Linked DNA regions of Sus scrofa: region 1 is linked to region 2. A link is a contact called in public HiChIP or PLAC-seq data. All regions are on one chromosome and are shown on one strand. Each heading gives the region's core, a stretch centred on a gene start, on an enhancer-like site or on the middle of the called end of the contact. The rest is flanking DNA. Distances are from core to core; before and after follow the strand shown.

Region 1 (4,679 bases), core at 43-2,542, 210 kb before region 2:
CCCTGCCTCTTCTTGACTCCGAGTCTAAATAAAAAGGCCTGGCCGCGCCTGAGAGCGGTTTAGGGGGGTGGGAGGCTAAGCATCCCTTCTGAGTCCTTGCAGCCACAAAGGGGGTCACGCCACTGCCTCAGACCCAAGCTGTCACTTCCTACACGTGGGAGCTAGAAAGGCCCCCACCTGTCTGCCCAATTTTCCCACCCTTTGAGACTGACATTCACTGAGCTGTTTTAAAGACTTATCCTAAACACAACACTGAATCATACCTCCCCGAAACATAAATCCTGGTGAGGGGACAACTTGAGGACCTATTCATGACTTTTCAAACGATGAAACAAGCAAAGCAGCCTGGCCAGCTCATACAGGGGGAGGGCAAGCTTGAAGAGCCAGCTTCCCAGGCAACTGTCCTGACCCCAAGAAACCTTAGTGCTGCTGCCCGACACTGAGAAACCATAGCTCCTCGCCCGTGTGGGGGGGTCTGTCGCCCGGCCGAGCCAGGGCAGATGCTTACCGGATCTCCGCTTCATCACCACCACGACCCCTTTGCCGTCCGCCGCCGGCTCCACGCCCACGGTCTTGTGGTGAATCAGCCCGTTGTAGCGGAAGGAGTTGCGGGCCTTCAGGTTATTGGGTTCCTGGGAAGCGGGACACATGGCGGTCGCGAAAGGGGCCAGGGCCCAGCGGTCGTAAAGGTCCCTCCCTCAGACCCAGGCGTCGGGGCCCCACTTACGGTGCTGTACGTCTGCTTGTTCCTCTTGATGAGGAAGCTGGAGCAGTTCCGCACCACCATCCATTGCAGGTGCGCGGACATAACGGCAGCTGCGGAGGAAGGGGCCCGGGAAATGTCAAGGGAGCAGCAGGCCGACGGTGAACAACAGGGGAAGGCCGCGTGTGGGGACCTGGGGAATGGGGGAACCGTGTGGGCCGAGAGCGCTTAGAAATCTGCCAGGCGGGGCTGGGCGGCCTAAGGTAGAGGAGCTGAACTTAGGCGGCCGAGACTACGAGCGACAAGAAAATGAAAATGCACAGCGACCTAGGGCGGCGGGGCTCGGGGGCAGCCAGGGAGGCGAGCGGCGCAGCGAGAGAGGCCAGGCAAGGGCACAGACCCACGGCGGCGGGCGCGAGACGGCCACGCGGGCGGACAAGAGGCCGCACCTCACCTCCTCTCCGTGCGGCGGCCGGAGACGGAAAGAGACACGCCGGGGGCGGAGCGACGCTTTTAATACCCACACGCATTTCCGCTTCCTCTCTGGGCACGCGCGTCGACTGTCCCCCGCCTCTCCCCTCCCGTCTCCGAACCAGCTCGGCAACGCTCGGCTATTTCCGCCAGCCCGTCGCAAAACCCTTCGGGGATTTTCGGAACTCTTCGGCTAGGGACCCGAGGGCGTGTTCTCGACGCGGAAGGGGACAGTTTGGATAGCCCTTCTTGTGTTGTCGGAAGCCCACGGCTGGGTTTCCGATTGTGTCCACCTCTAGAAGCCCCACGGCCCCTTCCTCAGCGGCCTCTTCCAATATTGCCACCCATTGCTGGCCACAGAATGGATGCTCAACTCAATAAATATTTGTTTTATGAAGGAACGTGAGAGTGCCTGAACTATTAAAACCTAGCTCTGCTCCATAGTCTTCGGGTGCTTCCAGTCTTCTTCGTAGGCCCTCGGCTATTCCCGAAGAAGGTAGTTAAGTAGTTTCGGACATTTTCGAAACTCTCCGGAAACGCTCTTCGGAGGGGCGGCCGCCTTCCCACTTATTGGCCCGTGCCCCTTCGGATCTGCTCGGAAACAGTCGATCTCCAATCGGCTACGTTCGGAACCCCTCGGCTAACTCCAGGAACCCCCTGTTATTTCCCCCTCCCCAGGGCCGTCTTAAAATTAAATCCAGAGCTATTTGAGTCTAGAGAGAAGCCTGACGGAACCTTCTCGCAGACTGTCTCCGCAGGGAACCGTGGATTTCCTCTTAAGGGCGAGTTGCGTTTGGAGGAAAAGATTTGTCTGGGAAAGCTCTTGGTTCCTTGAGGGTTTCCATACTTGTTTGCCCTGCCTCTTCCCTGTGCCCCGCGGCCTCCCCCATCCTCCTCCAGCCTGCCCCATGTCACCTGTTACACTTTATAGACGTTTGTTTTCTGTCGTCAGGGTCATCTTTAAGGAGCAGGAACCTTGCCTGATATATCTCTGTGTCTTCGGCCTGACCAGCACAGAGACTCCAAGGGAACAAAAGGAATGACAGTCCCTTGGCACCCCATTAGCGCGCTTTGATGTGATCATGTCCAGCAACTCCTCGAGGGGAGGGCAGGGACCTTGTCTGGTCCATCTCTCTGTGCACCTGGACTTCGCGAGTAATACATCCTGAGAGTCTAAAGACCCCAGGAGAAACCTGAGCCAACGGGAATGTTGGGGGTTACCCTCCTGCCTTCATCACGGAGCTCTGATCCGATGGTGGCGGCAGAGTTCCTGTGAGTGTCTGATCCGCCTTTGCGATCATTAATCATTCGCTCTGGGCCACACAGGAGGCCGGCAGTGACTGAGAGCAGCCTCAGCTCCACGGAGCCGTTTCCTTCCTTAAGGCACTCTGTTGACTCCCTGCCTCCCAGAGTTCCTTGAGGTTCAGGGCCTTGTCTGATCCTTCTTTTTCACCCCATCTGTTCCCACTGGTGCACCGGGGGCGGAGGCGCCTGGAGGTAGGCACTGAACAGAAACTATGCTCGGGCTCCCAGAGCGCCCTACGTTGCCTCCACTAGAACACCCTGAATTTTGACCATGCGCTGCTCCGAGTTCCTTGGGATACAGAGGCCGCACGCATCTTTGCGTCCCGCTGTTCCCAGCATAGGCTTCTGAAGGCCAGGTCCTGCCCAGAAAACACAGCTAGATCGCCTCCGGGCCAGGCCAGTCTGTACTGCTCAGGTGACCAGGCGGGAGCCGGGCACACCTGGCGCGGTCCCCTGACCCCGCCCCGGGCCGGGCCGCGCCCGGAACGCGGAAAGCTCTCGGTCGGAGCCAGCGGCGGCGGCGGCGGCGGAGCACGGCCATGGCGGCGGCGCCGGCGGTAGGCGCCTCGCAGGGGGCCCCGCCGGGCGCACCGTTCCCGCCGGCGGGCGCGCCGGTGCCCTCGTCCGGCCTGGGCCGCTGCCGGATGGCGCTGCTCCTCGCCGTGGCGCTGGACGTGGCGGGCATGGCGGCGCTGCTGACCGGCGTGTTCGCGCAGCTGCAGGTGCGCGGCCGGGACTTCGGCGACCTGCTCATCTACTCGGGCGCGCTGCTCGTCTTCCTGAGCCTGCTCGGCTGGATCCTCTGGTACACCGGCAACATCGAGATCTCGCGCCAGGAGCTCGAGCGCGACTACGGCCTGCGGCCCTCGGCGCTCGCCCGCCTCGCGCGAAAGCTCTCCCGCCGCTGGTCGGCGCCAGCTTCCTCCGCGGCGGGCCGGCGCGCCGCGCCCGGCTCCCGGGGAGCGCGCCGCGCCGCCCGCACGCCCCCGCCGCCGGCCGCCGGCTCCCGCCGCGTGCGCCTGCAGCTCGCCACGCTCGAGGCCGGGCCTGGGGCAGCGGGTGCGGGCACCGAGTGAGCCCGAGGTGAGGGGCGGGACGGGCGGGACGGGGTGCAAGGCAGAGGCGGGAAAGGGAGGGACGCCGGGGAGAGAGAGAGAGAGAGAGAGAGAGAGAGGGCAGCAGGAGAGACTGTAGAACAGTGGGCGAGATGGAGAGCTATCCTGGGAGGGCGAGATGGAAATGGAGAGAGGGAGCGATGGAGGCGGTGACAGTGGGGACAGAAAGGCGGCAGAGGTCCAGAGTGGGGAAGGAGGGAAGCACAGAGCAGCAGAGATCCAGAGGATGAAGTCCCAGAGACAGGGGCAGAGTCGGAGATTCAGATGGGCGGAGGACAGGAGAGTCGCCATTACTCCTCCAGCGCCTCGGAGCTCTGTCCCCGTGCTCCAGTTCCCAGGCACACCAGGTCCCATTTCCCATTTTATGCTGGCATTGTAACAGAATCTCTGAGGTCACTGCTATTATTATCCCCCTGCCGGGGAGGGCACTGAAGCCCCTAAGGAGCCCCCTCCTGCCCAAGGGAGCACTCCCCGGTGTGCACCCCTCTGCCAAAGACCTGCTGTGGCTCCCCGTTGCCCTCTGGTTAAATCCTAGCCACTCCCTCGCTGGGTGCCACCCCCCCATTTCAGCCCCACATCTCCTGCCTTCTCTGCACTTATGACATCCCTCCGTCCACACCACCTGGCCTCTGTCCGTGCCTTCACCTGTACCACCAGTGCCCTTGATGTCTATACTCCACACAGAAAACCTGCCATGTGTCTTTTAAGATTAACTCAACTCCAGTGCCTTTCTGTGGTCTTCACGTTGTCTGAGTTACCCTTTTTATTTGTATCACCGTGTGTTATATCTGTGTTTGCTGATACTGTCTCTCCCTCCCAAGAGCAAGGCCCTTGAAGGGAAGGCCTGGGCCTCTGGCCTTTGTTCTCAGCACTCTCCAGCCAAGAGTGAACCCAGGAAATCAGAGTTTGATCATGGGGTCGGTGGGTGGGTGGATGGATGGATAGTTGGGTTGGTGGATGGAGAGATGGATGAATGGATGGATTGGTTAATGGATGGGTAGATGGAGTTCTGGACACTAGGTGATTGGACTGAATGAATGGATAGAGGGATAAAGGACGAACTGGTTGAGGGGGAAATAGGTGGA
Region 2 (5,116 bases), core at 128-2,627:
GCCTGTGTCTGCATTTCAGCACTTTTCTTTGCGATTTTTAGGGGTCTTTGTTCGGGTCTCAAAGTGCGTACCTCTTTCCCAATGAGGATTCAGGTGCAAGGTACTTAAGACGGGGATAGTTTTCTTTTTTCTTTTTTCTTTTCCTTTTGCTCTTTAGGTCCCCACCTTCAGCATATGTAAGTTCCCAGGCTAGGGGTTGAATGGGAGCTGCTGGCCTACCCCACAGCCATAACAACTCAGGGTCCGAGCTGCGTCTGCGACCTGCACCACAGCTCACGGCAACGCCGGATCCTCAATCCACTGAGCAAGGCCTGGAATCGAACACGCAAGCTAAGGTTCATTTCTTGCTTTATGGTGCTACGTACTAGCCCGCCACATCAACTAGAACGCCTCATCTGGACTACAAATCCCAGCATTGCTTGCGAGGATATAGAGCCCGGCCTACACTTCCCAGCGTGCTCCACGCCTCAGGGTGATTGCAATGGCAGAGAGGGCCAGTTTAAGGCTCTGCGGGCATTTTCATTTGTGGATCCTACCTCGCAGGTTCCCTTCCCGATGTGATCCAGGGGTTACTCGGGGACTCTGGACTTATCTTGCCCTCGAATCTTATTTCTTGGGGTGTTTGGGGGCTCTGCCTAGGACTACATTTCCCAGCGCGACCAGCGGCCCATTGTCATGACCTTTGTACCGCATACATAATTTCCCAGCATGCCCTGGGCGGTCACCCAGGAAGGCTTGCAATTTTCTTGATGATCCAAGGGTTGCGGACTCAATTTCCCATAGTATCCTGGTGTTTCCCACGACCTAGAGAATCCGTTCTCTCATTCATTCATTCATTCAAAAAACTATTTCCGATCGCGTTCTACTAGGTACTGGGAACAAGGAAAGCACACAACACAAAAATCCCGGTCTTCCTGGGGCTTATTTCTTGTTGAAGGGCGCGACAAACCCAAAGTAAATAAAGTACATGACATGAAAAAGGGGAAAACGGAAAACTTCTGTACTTTTCGGGTTGTCGAGTCCATTTCCTAGTAGGTCCCCGGGGGCCAGCCCTTCGTCACCTGGATGCTGCGAACGGCATTTCCTGCATGCCCTGGGGCCGACCTCCCGCCTGTAGACTCCACTTCCCAGCACGCCAATCAGATTTCCTTTTGACACCGCGGAGCTGCGAATTTCCCAGTGTGCCTCGGGGCGGGACTATTGCAGAGATCCATTTCCGTTTATGGACTCCACTTCCCAGAGTTCCCCGCGGTCCGCCCTCAGGCGGTTGCCGGTTGCCTCTCCAGCCTGTGGACTCCATTTCCCAGCGGGCCCCGAGTCGGCGTGGTGACGTCACGTGCCGGGCGGGGACCGGTAGATCCTCTGGCGGCGCGGGGCGGGACGCAATTCCCGGCGGCCCGGAGGAGGGCGGGCGTCGGCGACGCCTCGGAGCTGGTCGCTCGCTCGCTCGCTCGCTCGCTTCTTACCTGGCGGGCGAGCGGGCGGCGCGATGTCGGGCGAGGATGGCCCAGGGGCGGGCCCGGGGGCGGCGGCGGCGGCAGCCCGTGAGCGGCGGCGGGAGCAGTTGCGGCAGTGGGGGGCGCGGGCAGGCGCCGAGCCGGGCCCCGGGGAACGGCGCGCCCGTACCGTGCGCTTCGAGCGCGCCGCCGAGTTTCTGGCGGCCTGCGCGGGTGGCGACCTGGACGAGGCGCGCTTGATGCTGCGCGCGGCCGACCCCGACCCTGACGCCGAGCTGGACCCCTCCGCCCCGCCGCCAGCCCGCGCCGTGCTCGACTCCACCAACGCCGACGGCATCAGCGCCCTGCACCAGGTCAGCGCCCCCGCCCGGGCTCCGATCCGCCCTGGGTCTGCGCTGCCTCGAGCACCCTCCCTCCCAGTCCAGAGTCACCCTTGCCAGTCGTGGTCTGCACCGTCGATGCTGCCCCGGTCCTTTATCATCCCGTGCTGAGTCCTTTTCCCATCCCACCCACCTGGAGCTCCCCTCTTCCAGTCCTGAGCCACTTGAACTGGCCTGGTTTTTGCCATCCTGCGCTGCCCTCTCTCCGGACTCGAGCCACTGCTGAGGGCCTCAGGCCAGTCCATCCTCGTCTTGTCTCTTTCGCCCTGCTCTTTCCCCACCTTGAGCGCTCTTAACCAGCCTGGCCCGTGCCACCTCTACTCTGCCATCGAATGCTGCCCCACTTTCTCGAGTCCGCCACTTCTCCCAGCTTCACCGGTACCCACTGTTTCCCCTAGTCCAGGCAGGTACCACTTTCCCTGAGCGTCCTCCTCCTCTCTTCTGGGCCTGTGCTGCTTCTTTTCCCGCTCTCTGGCCTGGGCCGTTTCTTCGGCCAGCCCCCGAGCCTTCCATGCCCTTTCCTTCAGGTTTCTGCTCTTCATCCTTGGTCTCTGCCATCTGTTGCCATGTAAGGGTGCTCTTTCCTGAGCCATCGCCCTCAAGGCGCTCTGCTCCTCAAGTGGATGCTTCCCTCGCCTGGCTCACCTCCTGCTCTCTCTCCTGCCCCCTTCACCTGCGTGCCCTCCTCATTCTCCCTCTGTGCCACCTCTGGCCTTGCACTGTAGGCTCTCTCTTGGGGATGTTTCTCTTTCTCCACACACTTCTCTTTCACTCTGTCCTCTTGCTTTGTGTGGGCCTGCAGCGTTACCCTTTTTTCTGGGCACACTCAGAGCACCCTCCTCTTTCTGGTTCTGGGCCACCTGTCTGTCCTCGGGTCATCTTGCTCTCTCTGCCTGGATGCCCTCCTGTGGCTTTGGGCAGCTTCTCCCTCCTTCAGAGTGCACCGCCAGTTCTCCTAGGCCCGGTCACTTCCCCTTCCCAGGGGACCTAGAGCCCTGCTAGGTCCTCTCTCTCCACAACCTGGGCCCCCAAACCTTTCCAAAACACCTTGCTTTCTGCCTCCATTGGTCTTGTGTTCCAGAGCCAGAGTCACTATATGTCCCAGAACCAGGATTCCCTCTGGTTCTGAGGGCTTTTATCGCATCCCCTGCCTGGCTGCAGTGGGTCTTTGGGGACAGGCCACAGAAGAGCCTCTACTCCTCCCTCTGTCCCCGAGGCTGTCTCCCTCCCAGTCTTCCCAGCTCAGGCCAGTCCCCAGGCCTCTCTTCCCTGCCAGAGCCCGTCAGGTTCGGTTACTTTGGGGCCCAGAGAGGACCCTGTGAAGGAAGCGTGGGTAGGGGCACGGGAATGGGGAGGATGCCTGAAGAGGCCCCCTTAGCCAGAAGAGGAGCAGAAGAGGAGCAGGTACCCAGAAGAGGAGCAGTTCAGGGAAATAGAAGAGTCCCGAGCTCTTTTTTTTTTTTTTTTTTATTTCTTTTCTTTTCTTTTCTTTTTATGGCAGCATCCGTGGTATATGGAGGTTCCCAGCCTAGGGGTCAGATCATACCTGCAACTGCCAGCCTACACCACAGCCACAGCACTCAGGATCCGAGCTGCATCTGCGGCTTACGCCACAGGTCACAGCAACGCTGGATCCTTAACCCACTGAATGAGGCCAGGGATTGAACCTGCAACCTCATGCACACTATGCTGGGGTCTTAATCGGCTGAGCCACAACAGGAACTCTCTAGTCCTTAGTTCTTTTTTTCAGTTTTTTGTCTTTTTAGGGCCACACCTGCGGCATATGGAGGTTCCCAGGCTAGGGGTCTAATCAGAGCTGTTGCTGTCGGCCTACACCACAGCCACAGCAATGCCAGATCTGAGCTGAGTCTGCGACTTACACCACAACTCATGGCAATGCCGGGTCCTTAACCTACTGAGTGAGGCTGGGGATCAAACCCGCAACCTTGGGAACCCCTAGTCCTTTGTTCTGATCTCAGCTCCTCAGCTCTTTTGTGGCCTTGAAATAGTGCCTTTTCTCTCTGTGCCTCAGGTTTCTTAGCTGTTAGCAGGGCCAGTAGCCAGGCTCTCCCTGGTGGGGCTCTGGCACATCCTTCAGCAAGTGCCATAGGCATTCAGTTGGGGAGTTGCAGCCCCTGGTCTAAGGGGCCCCCCCCATTCCCCCGCCCCCGGCCTGTCCCCTACAGAGGCCCTAGTGCTATCTGGGACATTTTTTTTCCATCTAAAGGAGCAGCCCACTTCCTGAGGAGCTGCACGGTCTCAGAGCTTGGCAAGCCCAGGAAAGGAGCCTCAGGCTTTGGTGTCCCCTTTCCTCCGCCACCACCCCTGCCCCTCGCTCCCCTGGACCTTCCCAGAGGGGTTCCTAGCCCTGCTTTTTGGGCCAGGCCCCAGTCCCCAACATCCCCCTTGGCCCAAACCCTGCAAAAGCACGCTCCAGGCTGGCCTGTCAGGGGAATCCCTCCCCTTCCCCTCCCCCTCCGTGAACTCACTTGCCAGGGCTTTGCAGGAGGGGTGTTGGGAGAGGGGAAGTCCCTGCCTGAGGTCACACAGTCAGCAGCAAGCAGGGGCTCTGGCTCAGCGGAGGGTGTCCGGGGACCAGCTCATGCTGGTTTTAGCTCTGAAAGCCCCAGGTCCCAGGAAAGCCCCCGCATCTGACCGGGATGTTTGCTCACGGTGTCTGGGACTGCGGTTTCTGTTCCCCGTCCTCCCCGGAGCAGGTCCCCAGGTGGCAGCCGCCTGCTCGAGTTGGGTCTCCAGGGGTTCTCAAGCCTCAGCTCCTACCTCGGGCCTGAGGAGGCCGAACCCCGCCCTGTGCCCCGGCCCTAGTGGGGGATCTGGACCCCCAGGTCTGAGGGGGGGAGGATCTGGGGACCCAGATTCGTGGTCTGAGGGAGGAGGGGCTGGTGCCTGGCTTCTTGGATCCCTGGTGCCCAGCCTCAGGCATCTTTCGCATGGATGCCGGTGCCCAGCCAGGTCCTTGAAAGGGAAAGGCCCATCTCCCTCCTTGCCCCCCTCCCCCATCACCATGACAACCGGGTAGAAATAAACTGAGCCCAGAGTTCATCCTGTTCCCAGGGCACGTGTGGCCCCCCTCTCGCAGCCTGAGTTTCCATGACTTCATGCTCTTGGCCCTCGGTGCTTCCTCCCCCTTCTCCAGATGGGCGGTGTGGAGAGCTCTTCGTTTACCCTGAGGACCCAGGAGTCCTGGGCCCCCTATCCCCCCAGACCCTGCTCGGGCCCCAGTGCTCACCTAGCGTTTGCTGCACCCTGGGCCTCCTC

The links. HiChIP or PLAC-seq counts read pairs in DNA pulled down with a chosen protein or histone mark.
Region 1: an H3K27ac HiChIP or PLAC-seq map of alveolar macrophages shows a contact between it and region 2. The contact joins the promoter of RPL28 here to the promoter of PPP1R12C in region 2. A contact is called at or near these places in 1 of 5 promoter capture datasets (fetal skeletal muscle), 1 of 47 Hi-C or Micro-C datasets (epiblast stem cells) and 1 of 2 datasets of contacts at active chromatin or transcription factors (alveolar macrophages).

Annotation. Positions count from the first base shown.
Region 1 is chr6:59,553,199-59,557,877 of Sscrofa11.1, reverse strand. RPL28 (60S ribosomal protein L28) reads right to left here and starts at 1,292. Exons shown (of 5, transcript XM_021095010.1): 1 at 1,158-1,292; 2 at 728-816; 3 at 509-632. The coding sequence starts at 1,233. TMEM238 (transmembrane protein 238) reads left to right here and starts at 1,865. Exons shown (of 2, transcript XM_021095016.1): 1 at 1,865-3,562. The coding sequence starts at 3,019. The coding sequence ends at 3,555.
Region 2 is chr6:59,343,438-59,348,553 of Sscrofa11.1, reverse strand. It overlaps PPP1R12C (protein phosphatase 1 regulatory subunit 12C), which reads left to right and starts at 1,377. Exons shown (of 20, transcript XR_002344812.1): 1 at 1,377-1,810.